Regions from separate parts of the Mus musculus genome. Here regions 1, 2, 3 and 4 are each linked to region 5. The links are chromatin contacts, called in public HiChIP or PLAC-seq, Micro-C and promoter capture Hi-C maps. All regions are on one chromosome and are shown on one strand. Each heading gives the region's core, a stretch centred on a gene start, on an enhancer-like site or on the middle of the called end of the contact. The rest is flanking DNA. Distances are from core to core; before and after follow the strand shown. Region 1 holds the start of Heatr5b (HEAT repeat containing 5B). Region 2 overlaps Gm41625 (a long non-coding RNA gene). Region 3 holds the start of Galm (galactose mutarotase). Region 4 holds the start of Hnrnpll (heterogeneous nuclear ribonucleoprotein L-like). Region 5 holds the start of Cdc42ep3 (CDC42 effector protein (Rho GTPase binding) 3).

Region 1 (2,700 bases), core at 44-2,543, 520 kb before region 5:
ATGCTTACCTTGTTGGCAGCAACTAGGACTTTATCAAGAAATCTCAACCATTCAAAGATGAACACGGGTCTCTTTGCCTCCGTGATCTGAGCCAAAGCTTCCTCATTTAGCAATAAACTGTGAGCTAGCTCCATTATTGATGTTCTTAATTCACACCTTAAATGAACAGATTCGTTTTTTAAAAAAAGAGTAAAATATATTCTAAGGAATTTTTAATTTATGTGTAGGAGTGTTTTGCCCAAATGTATGTATACACATACATACATACATACATACACACACACACACACACACACACACACACACACACACACACATATATATATATACAGGGTGTTGGCTCCCCCTAGAACTGGAGTTACAGATGGTTGTGAGTCATCTTGTGGGCGCTGGAAATCAAACCCAGGTCCTTGTCAAAAGCAACAAGTATTCTTAATCACGGATTCCTTTCTCCAGCCCTTACATGTAAGGATTTCTTAAATATTAAATGTCAAGTTTCATAAATGCAACCACTAAGCTAGGGAAAGAAAGCGTGGTTTCATTTCTCATTAGAGAACTAACTTTGAAAGGACAATGATTTAAAAGAAAGAAAGAAAGAAAGAAAGAAAGAAAGAAAGAAAGAAAGAAAGAAAGAAAGAAAGAAAGAAAGAAAGAAAGAAAGAAAGAAAGAAAGAAAGAAAGAAAGAAAAAACTGGCGATAAGAATGGAATGAAAGGAAAATGTAAATACTGCAAAAAAGGCACTATTCCGGGGCGGTTGTTTCCCTGTTAGAACACAGGCTATTAACTCATTCTACCCTGAGAACCCCGAAGCACCGAGCTCAGGCGTCTGGGGAGCTTTCTCCGCCACCCGTCCCTCGCCACCGGGACCCAGAAGAGTGACCGTAGGGTTCTGATCGGCGGAGGCGGGCCCCACGGGGACACTGCGGCAGGGGCGCCCGGGACAACCCCTCGCCCCGGGAATGCAGTGCTCCGGGTCTGGATGCACCGGGCCGCTCCGAAGACCCCGACAACTGAGAGTCTGCTGGAAACGCAAACCGGGGTCCCCGGGCCGCCCTGGGATGTCAGCCTCCCGTCGTAGGAGTCCTCGAGCTGTCAACCCCGAGGCTGAGGATCCCCGGCCTCAAAACTCGAATTCCCTCCTCAGCCCTCGGAAAATGTCCTGGGACCCAGGGATGTCACAGCCTGCAGGCTCTGACAGCGCGCGAGACCGCCTCACCTCCTGGTCTAGTCCGAGCCGAGCAGCCAAGCTCCGCTCTGCCGAGGGACCCGGATGCCCCGCCTCCCAAACTCCGGCCCTCAGGAAGCCGGGAGACGACGCATGCGCGAGACACAGGTCCTGCGGACCGGCCCGCCCCCACGTCCTCTTAGCCCCGCCCACCCCAAGTTTCGAAGCGAATCGGCTGTCGGGGACGAGTGGGATGTTTGTGGGTCCTGCGCCAATTGCACGGCGCATGCGCAGCGCGACCTCCGCGGAGCTGGTTCCGGGCAGTAAAGCTCCGGCTTCAGGGTGTGCGGGCGCTCAGGAGAATGACAGAGGTCGGTGCAAGTTGGCTGTGACTGCCTATCACAGCGTCAGCTACGCCCCATCCGTAAGTGGTCGTTTTGGTGGGAGGGTGCAGGAGGGAGGAGAGCGGGAGGGAAGAAAGAGCCTGCGATGCCCGAGGCACCCACAGGAGAGTTAGCCCAGCTCTGTGTGTTCTGTAGCTCTGCTTCAAACTCGGTGCTCAATACTGAAATACGCTAGCAGCACCTATAATCGTCCTGTTGAGAAAGTGGTTGCTCCATTATTTCGGAACAGGCAAAGCGCTTCACCTAAACTTGCTCTGGCTCTTTGACACACACCACCTCCAACCATCAACAGATGCTGCGTGATTTACCCCCTCAGACCCAGAATCCTGACCACTTCGCTGTTGTGACTCTTAAGTGAGGGGTCAGGCCACCAGCATCCCTACCTGGGTTATCTATCGACTTGTGGAGTTTATTCTTATATTTGAAGGAAGTGGATAATGCTAGTGTATGTTGTCCTCATAGGAGGGGAACCTTCACATTTTAAGACCCAATTCCTTATTCTTTTCTCTCTCTCTCTTTTTCTTTCTTTCCTTCTTCCTTCCTTTTTTTTTTTTTTAAGATTTATTTATTATATAGCGTTCTGCCTGCATGTATGCCTACAGGCCCAAAGAGGGCACCAGATTTCATTATAAATAGTTATAAAGCCACCATGTAATTGAACTCAGGACCTCTAGAAGAGCAGACAGTTCTTTTAACCTCTGAGCCATCTCTCCAGCCCCCTTATTCCACTTCCTAACATAATGTCCTCACTATTGGTAATTAACTTCCTCAAACCGTATCATTTAATGAATCTACAGTGCCCCCAGCTGTGAAGTTTCAGTGTGATTTTATGTGAAAATTATATGTAAAAGATGGAATAACTATAAAAGGCAGAGCTTTAAAAGTAACATGTAATCCCTTGTACTTTTGTAAGTGTGTGTGTGTGTATTTTTACACAGGTAGATCATACTGTCCTCGAACTGCTGGGTGCTGAAATCACACCAGAGGGCCACCATGTCTGTGGAGTTAAATGCTTCCCTTAAAAATAATCTAGTTTGAATTAGAGATTTAGCTCAGTTATAAAGCACATTCCTTGCTTGTATGAGGCCCTGGATTCAACACCCATCTCAGCAATTACAACCTCGTTCCG
Region 2 (2,700 bases), core at 26-2,525, 610 kb after region 5:
CCCCCTCCCCCTGACATCCCTGCCACATCCCCCTCCCCACTGTACCAGGAGATGGGATCAGAAAACTGCACTGCCTTCCACCCATGCAAAACTCTCAGCTCTCTTTCTGCTCCTCCCGTCTCCTTTCCCTATGCTAAATGGCTCAGGCAAATTGTGCCTGTATGGAATCATAGTGGGGTAATGTAGTTTGCCTTATAATCTGTAGTACAGCCCTGTTTGGTGTATGTGTGCGGATGTCTTGCTATACAGCCCTGACTGACCTCAAGCTTAAGGTAGTCCCCCTGCCCATGCCTCCTAAGTACTGAGCCTACAGGTAGGCATCACCGTGTCTGGCGTGATACCATCTCTTTAGCATTTTCTAATCTACTAGCCAGTTGACTACCCATTCATTCCCTTGCCTTTATAATTCCAGCTCACTTAAGTACACAGTCAAACCTTGAAAGGCTCCTAGACGAGACCCAGGCAGGTCTATGAAGGGTATCAACCCCATGCCAGTTTCTAATGCTCAGCATGCCAGAGAGGTACCAGGGACCTAGAAAAGTACTTGCTGATCAGGTTCTTGCTTCTGGCTGTCTGCAGGACACAAAAGCTTGCCCCTAATGTCCTGCCTAGATCTAGGCTGTCCCAGATCATCCTGCATTGGCTTTAAAGTGTGTGGTTTCCCAATCCTATGTGAACCCGGCCACCAGGCTCTGCACTCCTGCCAGACCCCCATTGCAGTTATTGCTAAGCCTTGCCTGAGAGTCACATGCCCACTGGACTTCACACGTTGGGCCAAGACTCCCATCATTCCTCCTCACTGGTGCTTTATTATCCTGGTTGTCATGTTGGTGGGCTTTGGAGCCAACCCAAGAGACACATCTCCGGGCTTGTCTGTAAAGAATTACCAGAGATCAGCTGAGGTGGACAGACCCACCCTGGATACCGCTGGCCTTGTTCCTGGTGCCTCACCGGGTAGAATCGGATTCAGTAAAGTGACAGAAAGGAACGGAGCTCATGCATTCGCCTCTCCCTGTGTCCTGACTACATGGGGCGATGTGGCCAGACACCTCCCACTCCTACCTCCACGCCTTCCCTCAAACCATGAGACAACAGAAACTTCCTTATCATGTTGTGTTAGCGGGTGTTTTTGTCCCAGCTACAAGAAAACGATAATAAATCCTTGACACCCTAATCTAAAAAGCAATTCTTCCACCCCCTGCCTTAGCCCAGAATCTGTCCCCAGCTTGCACAAGGGAGGAGTTAGGCACTGTGCAACCTCACTGCACCCAGTGAGCTTTTCCAGTCTGGCTACTCTCCTCACCCTGACTAGTACTTGCCACTAAGATGCTGGCATGGCTCCACGGCTACCCCACTGAACTACCACAGTACCTGGGGTCATGGCTTGCTTCCACTCTCTACCAATGTGGGGAGCTAGGTAGAAGGGCAAAATAATGGCAGATACCATGCCATCTCTACGACGGGCTCAGCATCAAACAAAAAGGCAAGCAGTGGCCATTGGGTGCAAGAGACACAGCTGGGGAATGGGATGGCAGACCAGCCTCCCTCCCCAGGGCAACATCTGGGTCTGCCTCTGTAAGGACTCAAAAAAGAAAAGAGAAGACTTGCATACAGGGCTCCCAAGCCAGGGACCCAGGCTCCCTACCGTTTCCACACCTACTCCCATAACTCATGAGTTTATCCAGTTTCTCTGCGGTCTCTCTGCCCCTCCTCAACCAGGAAGTGATTATACTAAGTAGATTTTGGTTTTGAATGGCTTTGACCTTGTGAGGCCTTCCGTTCTCCAGAACTGGTTTTTTTCTGAGAGTCTGTGTTCACTTTTAATCCAATCAGCGAAGGTGGAGTTGAGTTTACTCCTGCTGACTTCTAATCCTCCAAGACAAAACGAAAATATATGCAAAATGTATGAGGAAATGGTAAAGTATAGTACACACCATTCCCCACCCCCACCCCCAGCAAAGGGGGAATTCTCAGAGGCTGGAGGGGTTGGGGGAAGGGCGGCAGGGCCTTCATCTGACGGGAAGTCAGATAGGTAACTCTCAGGCAAGAAGAACCACCTAACACTCAAAGACTTGACCCTGTGTTTGCTCAGAGCAAATGCATTTCAAGCGAGGGCTGTCAAAGGAGAATGCGTTTGCAAGCCAGTTGAAATTTAAAGTAAACCTCAGCAGGTCAATGAGAGGCCTTCCCTAAAAAGGCAGTCAGACTCCCAGCAACCGCGCTTCGGAAACTCTGATAGTGTCCTATGCTGTCCAAAAGGCTCTCGCGGTTTTAACTCCAAATAGGCTGGCACACAAATAGGAAGTGGAAAACTTGGGGAGTTGGGATGATCGGATCCTACTTGGACATATGGGAAAGCTTGAAGAAACACAGTATATGGTAGCAACTGAGAAAAAAAAAAACGAGCTCTGAGGGTTGCACTGCAGTGTGAAAGAGGCTTAGAATGGACACGCTATGGTCTCAGCAGGTCCACACCTGTCAGTCCTGCTGGTGATGCCCAGGAGAGGGAGGGGGCAATCAGGAGAGAGAAGTCCTCTCTTCACTACTGCTATCCAACACCATTCGAGACTATTAAGGCACCATGTTCCCAAAGATCTAAGTCTTCTGATACCACACGAGACTCCAATCCCTTTTGTTGGCGTCTCAGCAAGCACTGGCTTTAGATAAGATTATTTTTAATTCTTTCCATTATGAAATAAT
Region 3 (2,700 bases), core at 136-2,635, 770 kb after region 5:
ACTGTTTGGTTAAAAAAGGAGCAAGGTTTGCAGCTCACACAAGGTAGTCTTGTTTACCATTCTAAATACTTCAAAGCCACAGGGAAAGAAAATCAAGACCCGTACCCTGTACATCTTAGGGAAATATGGTACACTTCATGCGCCAAGTTAAGCAATAGGAACGTCTCTGGTTACACTTGGTGCTAGCCACCCAAGGTGTCTTTCTTCCCTTGGCAGCATGAGCTTGGCAGAACACTGAGAACTGGAGGCTGAGAAATAAAAACTGTGGTCTTCCCACTCACAGAAGAGGGTTCTCAGGCATCGTTGCTAGCACAGTGTTGTTGAAAGGGCCTGTGTATAAGTCAGGCACACACGGTAAGTGGGCTGAGGAGACTTGCAGAGTCTGTAAGAGTGTGTGATGAGCAGTGTACAAGAGTGCCTTTGGGTTATTGTGTGAGGGGACGCACAGTCTGTAATTTGACTTGTTTGGGTCTTTTTGATATTAGATATTGTACTTTAATAAAGCCTGCTGCAAGCTCTTTTTCTTTCCTATCAGAGTTTCCCGAATTTCGAGAGGGATAATTGAGGCTTTGTAGCATGAATGCTTAAGATTCCTTCATATTTCACAGTCAGAAACGAGTGAGACAGTTGTTTATTGGCATTTGATTACAGGAACATGAGCTCAGTTCTCCTGTTTTTCTAACCACAGATGCGTTTCCACCCTCACCGTGTCTAAATCAAGACCAGAAATACAGATAGACTGAGTTATACACGTCTTTAGGCTCCCAGACCTCTTCTTCCTAGAGCCAGAATCCATCTAGAGCTGTAGATTAAGCAATGAAAGACTGAGGTATTTTAATCTCATGATCTTACTGAGGATCCTAATAACACTTTCCTAATCCTAGGCCAACAAAGGAGAAACGTCAGACTTAGCCATCAAACCTTCAGTTTCTTTAAATCTAGTCCCAGATAATCCACACCAGAATGGCCCAAGAGATGATGAAAAGTAGGTAAAGGAGCGGGCCTCCAAGCCTGCCCACCAGATGTGTTTCTTCAGAGCCCATTAGGGACAAGAGAGAACCTTTTCAGAAAGGAGGAAAGGAGAGAAAGAGAGAGAGAGAGAGAGAGAGAGAGAGAGAGAGAGAGAGAGAGAGAGGAGAGAGAGAGAGAGAGAGAGAGAGAGAGAGAGAGAGAGAGAGAGAGAGAGAGAGAGAGAGAGAGAGAGAGAGAGAGAGAGAGAAGAGGAGAGGAGAGAGAGAGACTTTTTTTGACCCCCTAAAGATGCCTTACGCGCGCGCACCTGCGCAAAATAAAGTTGGTTCGTTTTAAACTACATGCCCCAAGATGCAATTGCAATTTTCTTAAAGACTACTATTCCCGACATGCACTGCAGTCAGGGTTAGAGAAGGAAAAGACCAGCAAACTCAACTGGAAAGTTTGCTTCTCAGTTACCTCGGATAAAGGAAAAATTTTAAAAAGGCATCGGAGCATTTTCCCCGACCCCAGGAGTGGTCAACTGTTTAAATCCAGGCAATAAAGGGGAGGAGTTAGTCTGAGTTCCTCCCCTTCTCCCGGGAACTTTATCTTTCCAAACGTGATCCAGGCTAGAGTTTGAACAGCAAGGAGAAGCTGCACACCCTGAACTTTCCCAATGGTTTCGGTGACCAGAACCGTGTTTGGAGAGCTGCCCTCGGGGGGAGGGACAGTGGAGAAATTCCAGCTTCGGTCAGACCAGCTGAGTGTGGACATCATCTCATGGGGCTGCACGATCACTGCTCTGCAGGTCAAAGACAGGCAGGGGAAAGCCTCAGACGTGGTGCTTGGCTTTGCGGAATTGGAAGGTGGGTCGCGTCCTGCCCAGGACTGCTAAACGGTTTGGCCTGTCAAACAGGCCCGCACACACTCCTGATCCTGTGTACACTGGGTTCTTCCAGTCACTCACGGGACCTGACTGAGGTCCCCAAGCTTGGAGCAGTCTTACTTGGAAGCGCGTGAACGGGCTCATGTAAGCCACTTAACAGGATTTTGAGGTTGGAAAAAAAAACCGGATCTAATCCAAATAGCTGTAGGACTTGGCCCCCCTTAGTCAGACTTTGTCACTGTTCACGAGGAAGTCAGCTGAGAAAGACCAACTCCCTGGAATGAGCTTAGAACTGTGGGGCACAGGGCGGTTTGCATGTATTCCTCGCTTGTGGTTTTCTGAGGAATGAAAATCAAAGACGGACGGGCGCCTGCTACTATCTCCCTTCTTTCTCTTGTCAAATCTTCTCTGAGGGCTCCTTGAGCAGAAATGCTTTAGAATTTAGGACTGATGTAAACCCATCAGATTGCTTGGCTGTTGTGGTCAATGTAGGTAGGGCACAATGTCCTTCATCTGCTCAGAAACATGTTCTCAATGAAAGGGGTAGAAATAAGGCCTCCTAAGACGTGGACATAGTCATCAGGATCAGCTGCGCAATTCGCAGCATGTCTTTTTGTTTTTGTTTGTCTGTTTTGTTTGTGTTTGTGGGGTTTTTTTGTTTTGTTTTGTTTTGTTTTGTTTTAAATGGACAGGGCCTCGTTCTGCCTAAGCTGTCCTGGAGCAAGAGCCAGCCGTTTCATCTTGATCCACGCATAGGTTTTATCTTAATTTATGCATTTACAGCTCTGTTAATGCAGTGGACTCAACAAGATAGACAAAGGTCATTTTCAACTTGCAGTTTACGGAGGGGGGGGGAGGGC
Region 4 (2,700 bases), core at 195-2,694, 710 kb after region 5:
CGGATTGGTTTGTTTCCTTAAAGTCTCCATGGAACTGAAGTTGTGGGTTGCGCTGTCCACATTCCTCCAGCCTCCAGCTAAACGTTTCTGATAAAGGAGGACTCGAGGAATGTGTGACTGAATTCCCACAGCTCTGCATTCATTTCCTTCTGTGGGGGACAAACTTGAAGTACATTATGAATGAAGAACTCTCGTCATCTGAACGCCTTTTATTTGACAGCAGGGACAGACACACACACACACACTTAGATCACCGGCCCACTCATTTCTGTAACAAGAAAACTTATCTTGGCCATTGCCTGGCCTGAATGAACCCCATGCCCACAAAGCCTTTTCTATAGAAAGATATTAAACTAGCGAGGGCTAAACTACGGGGAGAGCACGAGGGCGCAATTTGTCATTGCATCGCGGTTCCCACGGAGACGAGGCCACGAGAGCCTTCCCGTTATGGTTGCCCAGCGTGAGGATGATGCGGGTCGGGGAGGCCGGGTCCCCAGCACAGCCTCGGAGCCGGAGTTGCTCAACTAACAAAGAGCGGATCCCGCCGAGGGCGCGCGGCGCAGCCTCCCGGAGCGGAAGCGACACCCGCCCGCCCCCGCCGCCCCCACCCCGCTACCCTCCCCAAGTTCAGGGCCCGGACTCCGGGAGGCCCGGCACCCCAAGCCCACCCAAAGCCGGCATTCGGGATTCGGGGATCGTGGGCAATAAAGGAAAGAATCAGTCCGAGTCGCCAGCTACGCGCTCGGCGTGCACGCAGCGGCAAAGGCGGCCAGGCCGAACCCCCGCCGCCGGGCCCTGCTGGAGGGACGCGGCGCGGCGCCGCGCTTTGTTACCGTGGACAGGGGCATGCTCCGAGGGCCACCGCCGCTGCCACCTTCGTCGCCGCCGCTCCCTCCCTCATCGCCGTCGCCTTCGTCGCCTTCTTCTCCACCTTCGCCTTCCTCGCCGTCGCCGCCGCCGCCGCTGCCTCCGTCTCCGTCGCCTCCGTCGCCGCCGCCGCTGTCGCTATCGCTCCCCGCCTGAGGCGTCGCTTCCTGGCGATTCTCGCTCTCCTCGGCCGAGTAGACGATCTCTCCCTCCTCGGTCTTGAGGCGCTTGGCCTGGCTCTCGAACTCCCGGTCCTCCTCGTACGTCTCCTCCTTGGGGGAGGAGGAGGAGGAGGAGGACATGGCGGCGGCGGTGGAGACGGCGCGGGAGACGGGCCTCAGATGTCGCTGATCGGTCCCCGCCGCGGGCTGCGCCTCCTCGGCGCGGGTCTGAGCTGGCCCGGCGTCCTCCGCGGCGCGCTCCAGGAGCCCGTGACTGAGAAGGGAGCGCGGGCTGAGGGGACGCTTCCCTTTATCTCTCAGCCAGCCTCCAGCCTCTCCCTCCGCCAGCTTCGCGGCTCCCAGCCCCGGGGGGGACGCGAAAGTAAGGATGGGGCCGGGCCGTGGCTTCCGGTCTTCCCTCCTCCCTGATCCGCTCCCCGCCGCTCAGGCGGAGCCTCCACCCCGCCTTGACTGCCGCCGGGCGGGATGGGATCCAGGGCCCGAGAGTTTCCGCCCCCTTGCCGAACTTCCGCCTCCTATTGGAAGAGCGAAAGTCGATCTGGCTTCCAATTGGCTGGAAGAACTGCTCGTCAGAATCCCAGCCTGGACTCTCGCTGGGCTCCGGTCGGGACCGTGCAACGCCCGCTGCGCGCGGTTCCGCAGCGGTTGCAGCCCCGTGGCGGTTAGCGCTGTTAGGCCCTGGCCGCCGCTGAGATACCGGGTGAATGTGAGGAGCCGGCGATGCGTTCGGCAGAGTCGGGGCTGTGGGTGTTAACCGCCTTCCCGCTAATTTGAATGCTTTTCTTCTTCATTTTAAAAAGATGAGGGAGACCTGGAGAATCTTTAAAAAGATGAGGGAAACCTGGAGAATCTCCGCGCACCTAACCACACACAGCCCCCGAAAGCGCGTGGACTCTGCGCCACTAACTAAACAGAACAACCGTTAGCTGTTACTGACTGTGGCGAGCCAGCGAGATGATGCACACAGGTCTGCGCAGGGCATAGGTGACCTGCAAACCGGACCTATTGCTGCAGACATACCTATCCAAGTCCCTGCTGCAGTTACATATTCTCAACCTTCCTCTAAAACCCCTATTCTCACTGTTCTGAATGATCGTCTTCATTTTCCAAAATAGGAAACTCTCACAATCCTGTTCGTTTCCAGCCCACAACTCACTTCCTCTGTGAAGCCTAAAGACTGTTTTAAGGTTTTTAGCTGTTTCTATTTGCAAAAGGCCTTTGAATAACTAAAGGTGTTGTTTTAAAACAAAACAAAACTGGACGTGCTTAAGGGCAGGTACTGTGTTCATTTTTATAATCTAGTTCCAGTACAGTTCACCCCAACCCAATCCACCCCCGAATGGATTTCAGTGACCAACTTACTGGGTTGAAATTATGGTGTCTAGCTAGCAAGAAACCCACCGCGCCCTAAGTGCCCTGTTACTTTAAGCCTTGGAAAACTAAGATTCGTTCTGCGCACTTGTTTTGAACCTCTTCCTTTCCCAGTTGTGGGTTGTTCCCTCCTCTAGCCTGTTTTTTTTCCCCCAAAGGCATTTCTTCCCCCAGAAAGATGTGTGATCGTTCTTTTAACATATGTTGCTTTCTCCTTTATACTTTGCGTCGCTTGTCATTTTAGAATCCTAAGGAATCTAAGCGTTTCTGCAAACTGTAC
Region 5 (2,700 bases), core at 83-2,582:
CACCAAGGCTGCAAAGATTCAGGCTCCAGTCCCTGCCTGACATTCCTCTTCCCACCCTCCTTTTAATTCACTCACTTTTTTTTTTTTAAACAAAATGTAATTACTTGACTGTCAGCCGGGGCTGCACTCTGGGGCTTTAACTCCTTTCAACACAGATGTGCGCCCAGCTTTGATGCCGCTGTACTCGCAGCTTGTCCCAGCCACAGCCGGCTCGGTAATGTAACATTCAAGTGCATATTTATTTTTAAACTGACCTCTCCTAGACGGTGCAGTATAAAGCAGGTCCTGCCAAAAAATATGCTACTTTCTATTTATAAGATGAAACACATGCCTTCCCTCCCAAAGGCGAGAGCGGGGTGGAGTATAATAATTCATAAAGAAAAAAACTGACTGGCCGGATCCATTCGTCCTCGCATGGCTGTGTCAAGATACTTAGTGAGAAGGAAGAGAAAAGAAGAGGAAGAAGAGCAATAGCAGGAGGAAGAGGAGGAGGAGAGGCAGGAGGAGAAGGAGAGGGGAAGGAGGAGGAAGAGGGAGTAAAGATCTTGTAAACGCTTCAGTTGTTCAGAAACCGCAGTCGAGAAAGAAAAAAAAAATTTTTTTCCCCCAACTGCCAGATCTGCAGGTTGGAGCCTCAGCTACAATGTGCTGCCTCTGTCAGTTCGGAAACTGCCAAGCTGCGCGGTGCACTCTCGCGCCGCGCCGCATCGGTGCAAACACACAACTAGAGGGCCGCGGTAGCCAAGTGCGGTTTGTTCTGCTGGAAAAACGCAACACGCGCCCAGAATGGCTGTCAATGGCCTGGAGGGGGCCGTGCTGACTGCAGCCCCACCCTAAAGAAGTAGGTGGCAGAGCTCCGCGTCCTGATCCCCCCTCCCGGACGTCAAGCATGATGTCCCCTTTGATCCTCTAAACATCAGCTCAACCAGGCGGTGCGGTAGATTATCCTCGCACCCTCTAAGTCTTCCAAGGCCACCATCTGCACTAGCTGGAAGGGGGCTTAGGTTGAGGGTCGGACAGTCTTACAGGTGGAGAGACAGCCTGGGTCACACACTCACCAGCAGTCTCTAAGGCTCCTAGCTTCTGCCCGGAGGGCCGGGCGTCGGCCCGGGTCGCCTCCCGAGGGCGCAACAGTCCTCGCTGGTGCGCGCAGAACCAGAGGGGCGGCAACGGTTCACCGCAGAATCTGCTCCGGGACTGCGCGCGGCGTCTCCCGGGAGGCAGCCGCTGCGGAACTGGGTTGTCGGTGAGCGTCCCGCTGCTGTGCTCCCAGCGGCAGTTGGAAGCGCCCGCGACACTGTGCGCGCGGCTGCCGGACGCCGGGCCTCAACCTGCCGAGGGCGGGGCGCAGGACGCAGGGCGGGGCCGGCGCGGGGCGGGGCGGGGCTGTGAGGCCAGGGCAGGGCGGGGAGAAGGGTGCGGGCCGACCTGGACCGTCCCTCCGTTGTACCTGTCCCCCACCTCCCCACCACCCCCAGACCCGCAGGACTGGAGGCGAGGCTGCGGACTCTTGGAGGACAAAGGCTACCCACTGTCACCTCCCAGTTCCACCCCTTCCCAGTGGTGGCTTCTCTCAGAGGCAATGCCGGCTGGGGCTCCCTCAGGCACAAAGAAAAGTGGCGGGGTGCTCCCTTTAAAGAGGGGACCCCAGAGCGTTGCTGTCCGTACGGTGCGGGAGAACAATGGGACTCCGCCCGCACCCGGGACCCTCGTGCTCACCCTCGTGTCCCCGCCTTTCCCTGTCCTACCTAACCCACCTAGCAGTGCGGGGCTTCGCAGCGGAGGAAGGGGACCTGCGCGGGGAAGAAGGGCCACCTGACCGGGTCGCCGCAGCGCGGCCGCAGCTCCCTGGGGACCCCCTGGCAGCTGTAGCTCTCGGGAGGGAAAAGGAGGGTCGCGTGCTGTCAACGTGCAGCCGGCTCCCCTTGCAAGCTGTCGCCAAAACCTGGAGCGCGGATCTGACGCGCGGGAGACGCGGGGTGGAGGCTGAGAGCCTGCGGGACGCAGAGAAACGCAGACGCAGCAGGTTTTTCCTGTCGGGAGGGTGACGTCTCCTCCCCCTCCAGGTCTGTCAGAGATTGACCTAAAGCTGCGGAAGCGGGTGGCGGCTCTCCGGGACGCTCTGCGAGGCGGCGCAAGTGGCGCAGCTGCTGCTGCTCCGGACCGTAAAATTCCGCCCGTGGCGACACCTGCACCTGTCGGTCACCCAGCCAGGGCCTCAGGACGACCCGCCCCTCTGTCCCTGGACCTCTGTAGGAACCCAGAGAATTAATGTTAATTGTCTTAATTGGTCGCCCTCTCTTCCTTCTCCCTTAGTCCGCCAGGTTGGAGACAGGAAAAGGTGGTGTTTTCCGGCGTTGATGTCCCCCGCCGGCTTGGTTGACCTGGAAAAGGAGCTAGAACCCCGAGTAGTCGCACGCTCCAGGTCTGGCCCCAACCCTGGGACTCTCAGGTTGCCTGGAAATCCTGGCACAAAGCAGAGCCCCTCCTGGAGACCTTGGCTTCCCTGGGCGCTATCGGGGTCATCACAAGGGTGCCCCCAATCTGAATCGCTCTGAAACCTTAGACCGGGTGCACTTTAAGCCCAGGTCCTAAACCACGGTCGACGTTAAGATGAATTTAAAAAGGAAGCGGACACAACTGTTGGGGAAAGCAAAATACTTGGGTGGAGTGTTAAAAGCCTCAAAGAAAATAATAGTT

Evidence for each region. Promoter capture Hi-C pulls out the DNA fragments that hold promoters and counts their contacts. Hi-C and Micro-C count contacts between places; a contact is called where the count stands out from the background. HiChIP or PLAC-seq counts read pairs in DNA pulled down with a chosen protein or histone mark.
Region 1: a contact with region 5 is called in a promoter capture Hi-C map of pre-B cells, with 5 times the contacts expected there. The contact joins the promoter of Heatr5b here to the promoter of Cdc42ep3 in region 5. A contact is called at or near these places in 5 of 39 promoter capture datasets (the 3T3-L1 cell line, the C10 cell line, erythroid cells and 2 more), 2 of 484 Hi-C or Micro-C datasets (CD4 T cells and natural killer cells), 3 of 115 datasets of contacts at active chromatin or transcription factors (embryonic stem cells, memory CD8 T cells and pancreatic cancer cells) and 1 of 9 other capture datasets (liver).
Region 2: a contact with region 5 is called in a Micro-C map of embryonic stem cells, with 2.8 times the contacts expected there. The contact joins the enhancer-like site here to the promoter of Cdc42ep3 in region 5. A contact is called at or near these places in 1 of 484 Hi-C or Micro-C datasets (embryonic stem cells) and 1 of 115 datasets of contacts at active chromatin or transcription factors (pancreatic cancer cells).
Region 3: an HNF4G HiChIP or PLAC-seq map of pancreatic cancer cells shows a contact between it and region 5. The contact joins the promoter of Galm here to the promoter of Cdc42ep3 in region 5. A contact is called at or near these places in 1 of 39 promoter capture datasets (cranial neural crest) and 1 of 115 datasets of contacts at active chromatin or transcription factors (pancreatic cancer cells).
Region 4: a contact with region 5 is called in a promoter capture Hi-C map of erythroid cells, with 8 times the contacts expected there. The contact joins the promoter of Hnrnpll here to the promoter of Cdc42ep3 in region 5. A contact is called at or near these places in 2 of 39 promoter capture datasets (erythroid cells and pre-B cells) and 3 of 484 Hi-C or Micro-C datasets (CD4 T cells and embryonic stem cells).

What each region holds. Positions count from the first base shown.
Region 1 is chr17:78,834,088-78,836,787 of GRCm38.p6, forward strand. Heatr5b (HEAT repeat containing 5B) reads right to left here and starts at 1,294. Exons shown (of 36, transcript NM_001081179.1): 1 at 1,219-1,294; 2 at 9-156. The coding sequence starts at 134. It overlaps Gpatch11 (G patch domain containing 11), which reads left to right and starts at 1,429. Exons shown (of 10, transcript NM_181649.6): 1 at 1,429-1,591.
Region 2 is chr17:79,967,871-79,970,570 of GRCm38.p6, forward strand. The region is part of intron 2 of Gm41625 (a long non-coding RNA gene); the gene reads right to left. Among named protein-coding and RNA genes, the nearest start is that of Gm41625, 12 kb to the right of the region's middle. Within about 2 kb of position 1,276, at least 26 of the 459 cell types and tissues checked have an H3K27ac peak or open chromatin away from gene starts, as enhancers often do. A contact at or near this core is called in embryonic stem cells, where this site is marked.
Region 3 is chr17:80,126,086-80,128,785 of GRCm38.p6, forward strand. It overlaps Galm (galactose mutarotase), which reads left to right and starts at 1,386. Exons shown (of 7, transcript NM_176963.4): 1 at 1,386-1,820. The coding sequence starts at 1,631.
Region 4 is chr17:80,060,824-80,063,523 of GRCm38.p6, forward strand. Hnrnpll (heterogeneous nuclear ribonucleoprotein L-like) reads right to left here and starts at 1,445. Exons shown (of 13, transcript NM_144802.4): 1 at 834-1,445. The coding sequence starts at 1,169. 4933407O12Rik reads left to right here and starts at 1,399. Exons shown (of 2, transcript XM_006525248.3): 1 at 1,399-1,749; 2 at 1,850-2,639. The coding sequence starts at 1,417. The coding sequence ends at 1,975.
Region 5 is chr17:79,353,759-79,356,458 of GRCm38.p6, forward strand. It overlaps Cdc42ep3 (CDC42 effector protein (Rho GTPase binding) 3), which reads right to left and starts at 1,333. Exons shown (of 2, transcript NM_026514.3): 1 at 1,059-1,333. Gm17315 (predicted gene, 17315) reads left to right here and starts at 941. Exons shown (of 2, transcript NR_165822.1): 1 at 941-1,246; 2 at 2,067-2,700.